Regions from separate parts of the Mus musculus genome. Here region 1 is linked to region 2. Evidence: chromatin contacts called from public promoter capture Hi-C data. All regions are on one chromosome and are shown on one strand. The core of a region is the stretch at or near the end of the contact, and the rest is flanking DNA. Distances in the headings are between cores, read along the strand shown.

Evidence for each region. Promoter capture Hi-C pulls out the DNA fragments that hold promoters and counts their contacts.
Region 1: a contact with region 2 is called in a promoter capture Hi-C map of macrophages, with 5 read pairs. The contact joins the enhancer-like site here to the promoter of Slfn9 in region 2. A contact is called at or near these places in 5 of 39 promoter capture datasets (the C10 cell line, embryonic stem cells and macrophages), 2 of 15 datasets of contacts at CTCF or cohesin (CD8 T cells and pro-B cells), 50 of 484 Hi-C or Micro-C datasets (B cells, the Ba/F3 cell line, the C2C12 cell line and 35 more), 15 of 115 datasets of contacts at active chromatin or transcription factors (CD8 T cells, the HPC-7 cell line, the SCID.adh cell line and 4 more) and 2 of 9 other capture datasets (adipose tissue and pancreatic islet).

What each region holds. Positions count from the first base shown.
Region 1 is chr11:83,044,507-83,047,355 of GRCm38.p6, forward strand. No RefSeq gene overlaps it. Among named protein-coding and RNA genes, the nearest start is that of Slfn2, 19 kb to the right of the region's middle. Within about 2 kb of position 1,310, at least 38 of the 459 cell types and tissues checked have an H3K27ac peak or open chromatin away from gene starts, as enhancers often do. A contact at or near this core is called in CD8 T cells, Th2 cells, adipose tissue and 3 more, where this site is marked.
Region 2 is chr11:82,990,314-82,993,215 of GRCm38.p6, forward strand. Slfn9 (schlafen 9) reads right to left here and starts at 1,517. Exons shown (of 5, transcript NM_172796.2): 1 at 1,275-1,517.

The DNA.
Region 1 (2,849 bases), core at 60-2,559, 54 kb after region 2:
CCAAAGAGCACACATGGTGGGACTCATGGCTCCAGCTGCATATGTACCAGAGATGGCCTACTCAGACATCAGTGGGAGGAGAGGCCCTTTATCTTATGAAGGCTCTATGCCCCAGTGTGGGGGAATGCCAGGGCCAGAAAGCAGGAGTGGGTGGGTTGGTGAGCAGGGGGAGGGGATGGAGGAGGGTATTTTTTCTGAGGGGAAACCAGAAAAAGGCATAACATTTGAAATGTAAATAAAGAAAATATCCAATAAGGAAAAATCTCCCTGTAGGGCTGGAGAGATAGCTCAGAGTTTAAGAGCATAGACTGCTGTCTTAGTCAGGGTTTCTATTCCTGCACAAAACATCATGACCAAGAATCAAGTTGGGGAGGAAAGGGTTTATTCAGCTTACACTTCCATACTGCTGTTCATCACCAAAGGAAGTCAGGACTGGAACTCAAGCAGGTCAAGAAGCAGGAGCTGATGCAGAGGCTTGGATGGAGGGATGTTACTTACTGGCTCCCTTCCCCTGACTTGCTCAGCCTGATTTCTTATAGAACTCAGCACTACCAGCCCAGGGATGGCACCACCCACAAGGGGTTCTCCCACCCTTGATCACTAATTGAGAAAATGCCTTATAGCTGGATCTCATGGAGGCATTTCCTCAAGGGAGGCTTCTTTCTTTGTGATAATTCCAGCTTGTGTCAAGTTGCTACACAAAACCAGCCAATATAGCTGCTCTTCCAGAGGTCCTGAGTTCAGTTCCCAGCAACCACATTGTGCCTCATAACCATCTATACTAGGGCCTGAGGCCCAATTCTGGAATGCAGGTAGACAGGTAGGAAGAATACTATATACATAATAAATAAACTAATAAAAAATTCCCTGAAATGTGCATTTGAGGCTGTTCTGTGAGAAGTGTATCTCTCCAAGCCTAATTTAAACTTTGATCATGCTGAGTGGTCTTTGGGTCTTGACCCCCCAACAACAGCAGTCCAAATATATTGAGAGTCCTTGGTTCAAAAGAATAGCCCTTTATTTCAGTACATAATCTCTTTATTTGTAGACCTGAAGAGTTAGACTCCGGAGATACTCCATTTATGCTTTAAACTTTCTGGCAGCCATGGGATACTGAGTATACCCACAAAAGGCTCAAATAGCCCAACATATGGCAATATATTAGAAAACACCCCAACTCAGGACAGCAGGCTTTGTCTCATGACAAAAAAGGAAGCCATCCTAGAAATAGGGCCACCCCTTGCCCTGGAACTTCCCAAAAATTGTCAGATCACATTTGGCACATGAATGTTACTCATGTCCCTAGCTTAGGGAGGCTGAAATATGTTTGTGTCATTGTAGACGCTGACTCACTCAGTGTTCATTTTTGCCGTTCCCCTTTCAGGAAAAGCAGTGAAGAATATTTTTATGTTTTTACTCAGAGCTTTTGCTGTTTTAGGTCCCTGCAAAATGTTAAAAGCAGGCGATGCTCCTGCATACATTGCCAAGCCTTTTCAACAATTTTGCCAACAGTTTGGCATAACCTATATCCCAGGCATCCCATATAACCCCCAGAATTCATCTTTTAGGAAAGAGCTAAAGGATAACTTAAACTTTATTTAAAAATAAAGGAGAGGGAGAAAGGTAATATGGCTACTTGTCACAATATTTTATCTTCTATTATATATACTTTTTACATTTGGGTAAGGATGGCCTCTCTGCTGTAGAACATTTTTAACCTCTCCAGAGAGAAATTCAGGGTCCTGGTTCATTGGAGAGATGCTATGCCTAGCCAACTGAATCACAGGGTTACAGCAATTCATTGAAGCTATGGCTATCTTTGTGTGTTTCCCTCAGGCTGCTAAAAAGTTGGTGTGGACAACTGAAAGACTAACTAGACCAGTGGAAGTCAGATGAAGAGCTTCTAAGGTGTTTGCAAAGGCTATACCTGAAGAAAAGGATGAGACTGGGGCGAAAGGATTGTGGAGCCATGAAGAACAAGGTCTCTCTATCAACAATGACTCTGAGGAGGAAACTAGTGACTGGGGAGAAAGAATTGATGAAGTCTTAGGTGTGCCTGCTGAGTTGCTGTTTCTTACTATGTGTCTTTGTTAAATGCATCTGTTCCTGATGAAACATACATAACATAGCATAACATAACATAACATAACATAACATAACATAACATAACATAACATAAGCTGTGCTTATATGTCTGGTCTTCTTTTGCTTCATTTGTTAACTGGGAAGAGAATAATATTCCTATTCATGTCAGTGACTCTGAGGTCTTGTTGGTGCCCCCATAGCTAATCTTATTATTCCCCAAGCTAAGATGGTCATATGATAATTTGAGTATGTTCAGACCTTGCACAATGCAATGTAAACCACTTAACATTCAAAGTCAGTTGGATTACCCTCTCCCATTGCTGCAGAAAACATGGCCAAGATATTTACTATGATATTTTTCTGTTTCTAATTGGTCTTCTACACTCTGTTTCATAGTGATGTGTCTGAGAAGTTTTTTTGTTGGTTTTGCTGGGACGCATTATAGCCTTAGTATTGATTTGTTATTCCATGTCTGTTTGAAGATTGTCTTGCATAGCCTAAAATTAAAAACCAAAACCTGGGAATTACAAGGAACCATGGTGTCAGTCTGGCCTAGCTGAACGTGAGAGGCATGTGTTATAGGTTTTTCAGGTTGGAGTCCATGGCTCCTGGGGCACAACTTGCCTTCCTGTTGCTGAGAGACTGATGCACTCCCTCAGGCAGTAAAGCATCCAGGTCACTTTGTTTTTCTCTGCTGTGTTCCTTTAGTAGTCAATGAGGCATGGAAACTTGACAGGACAATTAGTCTTAGAGGCCAGTCTGTG
Region 2 (2,902 bases), core at 267-2,766:
AAAGGTGATCCTGTCTCCCTTACACAACCATATAAACAGTCGGTGGAAGATTAGGCCTCTGATGACTGTGTGTAGAAAGTAAGAGTGGAACACACAAGGCACTAGAAGGGCTGGGGCAGTATACTGGGCAAAACAAATTGGGACTGGCCATCTTAGGCGGAATCAGGACAGAAAGGAAACAGGCTTTAGAAGGTGTGCTAGTTGGGAAACTGAAATCCCCGGATTTTAGGCTCTTTTCCATAGCTTCTGGATTATAAACCCTGGGTTAGATAGTAGCAATTATATTTCTGCCTCTTGGCTCCTTGCTCAGTTAAAGACAGTATCTTAGAGAGAGAGGGGTCGCTCAGTGGCATCTACAGAATCCCTTTCAACATTGTCATTTCAAGCTGTACCTTGGGGCCTAAAGCTTGTACTCTAACTTGCACCTACTAAGAGTAACAGGCTCTACCAGCTCAGAGACTTCCTGTTGAGATTGCCAGCCAGAGCAAGCTAGAGTGACAGAGACAGCCTCCCTCCCCCATCCCTTCACCCATCTGGGTCCCCCTTCTCCTGTGCTGGGCTGGTCAGTCTCTCACCCACTGGAATCATCCCCTTTCACTCCCAGGCCCCTCCAGTCCTCAGCACCTACTTTTAAAGGAACGTGTCGCCAAGTCTGAGAAAATATCCGGGTCTTCAGACAGGAGAGACACAGTGGTGCCACCCTGGCTTCTGGGCTGCTCAGGTTCCAGTTCTGGTGTGCTGGACCTCGGGGAAGGTGGAGGGGAGCTGAGGGTCTCACCAGGTCCTGGTCGCTCCGGATCCCAGAGCGCAGAGCGCGCGGAGGTGGCGTGGAATTCCCGCCTTTCCTTTTCACTGCCTGACTCTCCACCCACCCTCTCCCGCCCGCGGGCAGAGACCAATAGGAAGCCTTCTAAATACCGGGAAGCTTGAAACTCATATGTGCTTAATAAACTAAACTTTAATAATTCTGAACCTTAGCCATATTGGGCGTTCGGATTGTTCTTGGTGTTTTTAGTTTCTTTTGGTATCTGCTTTCTCCCCACTTCTTTCTTCCTCCTTCCTCCTAGCTCTTCCTATATCCCAGTGTTCTGTCACCGGCCCAAGTGTACCTATTTACCAACTAATTTATGGAATCTATTCATACGAATTACACAAGACAGCATAAAACTTGTTCGAAAGGAGATAAGCTCTTCTCCAGGCCCTTTCCTCTGGCACCGGGCCACCCTTCTGTCCCTGGCTCCCTTGAAGGTCGCAGCTCTGTGGCTCTCACTCACCACTTTCATTTTGTGAGAAAAGACTTTTGATCGCTGTTCCCTGGCCGGCTGGGAAAGCAGAATTTAGAAACAGGCAGGAATGTAAGTCTCCCTTTCCTTCCCGAACTCAGCCTCCGGCCCAGAATCTTCTGGTCTGTGGCCAGGTGGTGTTTCATTTGTGGACTGGTCGCCTGTCTGTGAGGTTCAGAGGAGCAGCCCCGGGTCTAGCATGGGTTTGGCTAGCAGTGGTCACAGCGAATTGGCTCAATTCTTCTAGTGGTTGGGTTACTTGTTTTTGGGAAAACGAAACTGCTCGGATTTTCTGGCCGGCTGCAGGCATGCTGCCAGACTGAGCTCACTGCTGGTTTTGATGAATCTGTCTTGCTGCCCTTTTTCCAGATAAGCCCCCATCCTTGGCTGTGGGCGGCTTCCTCCCTATAGCAAGAACTTACAGCCTTCTCAGCCTGAGGGGGTTCCCTGCTGTGGAAGGGCTGTTGAAGGAGCTCAGATTCATGCTGGTCTGGGGGAAGCAGAGTGAGAGTGAAGCTTTTGTGAGGATCTCACCTCCTGAGCTCAGAGTTGAGAACTAACCACTGTTAACCCCTGGTACTTGCAGATCTTCATCTGTTCTGTGTTCCTACTGCATGTACACTTGTTACACATGGTTAACACCGTTAACTGCATCAGGATGTGTATTCTAGTTAAAAACCTGTTTTTCCATGGTTCCAAACTTCCCCTTTCAGTATATTTTCTTACCACCATAGTCCTTTTTCTTTAAAATTCTAATTTTCCAGATTGTACAGTGTTGAATGAAAAAGACTGTCATCCTAGAATTCAATACACACTGTCAACCTAGAATTCAACACACACACACACACACACACACACACACACACACACACACACACACACCACTTCACCTAGTGGATAGAAACTAATGATGTCCTTTTCTGGTGAAACAAAACAATTCAGCAAGGGCTTGGTCACCAGGAGACCTTTGTCACAAAAAATGTTAAAGGCTGATGGAAATTTGTACCAGAGTAACACTTAGAGTCACATGAATAAAACCAGTACTACAGGAGTAATTAAGTGAATATTAAAAGGTAATTTATCTTTTTCAGTGTTCAAAAATTACTGAAAAGATAAAGATACAACTATATTATGGTGCTTATAAAATGTAGAAATACAAAACTGTGATAATTACGGGGGCTGGGAAGATGGCTCAGAGACTCTGAGCACACTCTTGTGGTTGACCTGGGTTTGAGTCCCAACACCCACCTTTGGCTCAGGGACCCCGTAACTCCAGTTCCAGGGAGTCAATGTCATTGGCCATGTTGAACACTTGCTCTCAGATGCATGTACCCTCCTGTACTGGCTAGTTTTGTGTCAACTTGACACAGCTAGAGTTATCACAGAGAAAGGAACTTCAGTTGAGGAAATGCCTCCATGAGATCCAACTGTAAGGCATTTCCTCAATTAGTGATCAAGGGGGAAAGGCCCCTTGTGGGTGGGACCATCTCTGGGCTGGCAGTCTTAGGTTCTATAAGAGAGCAGGCTGAGCAAGCCAGGAAAAGCCAGCCAGTAAAGAACATCCCTCCATGGCCTCTGCATCAGCTCCTGCTTTCTGACTTGCTTGAGTTCCAGTCCTG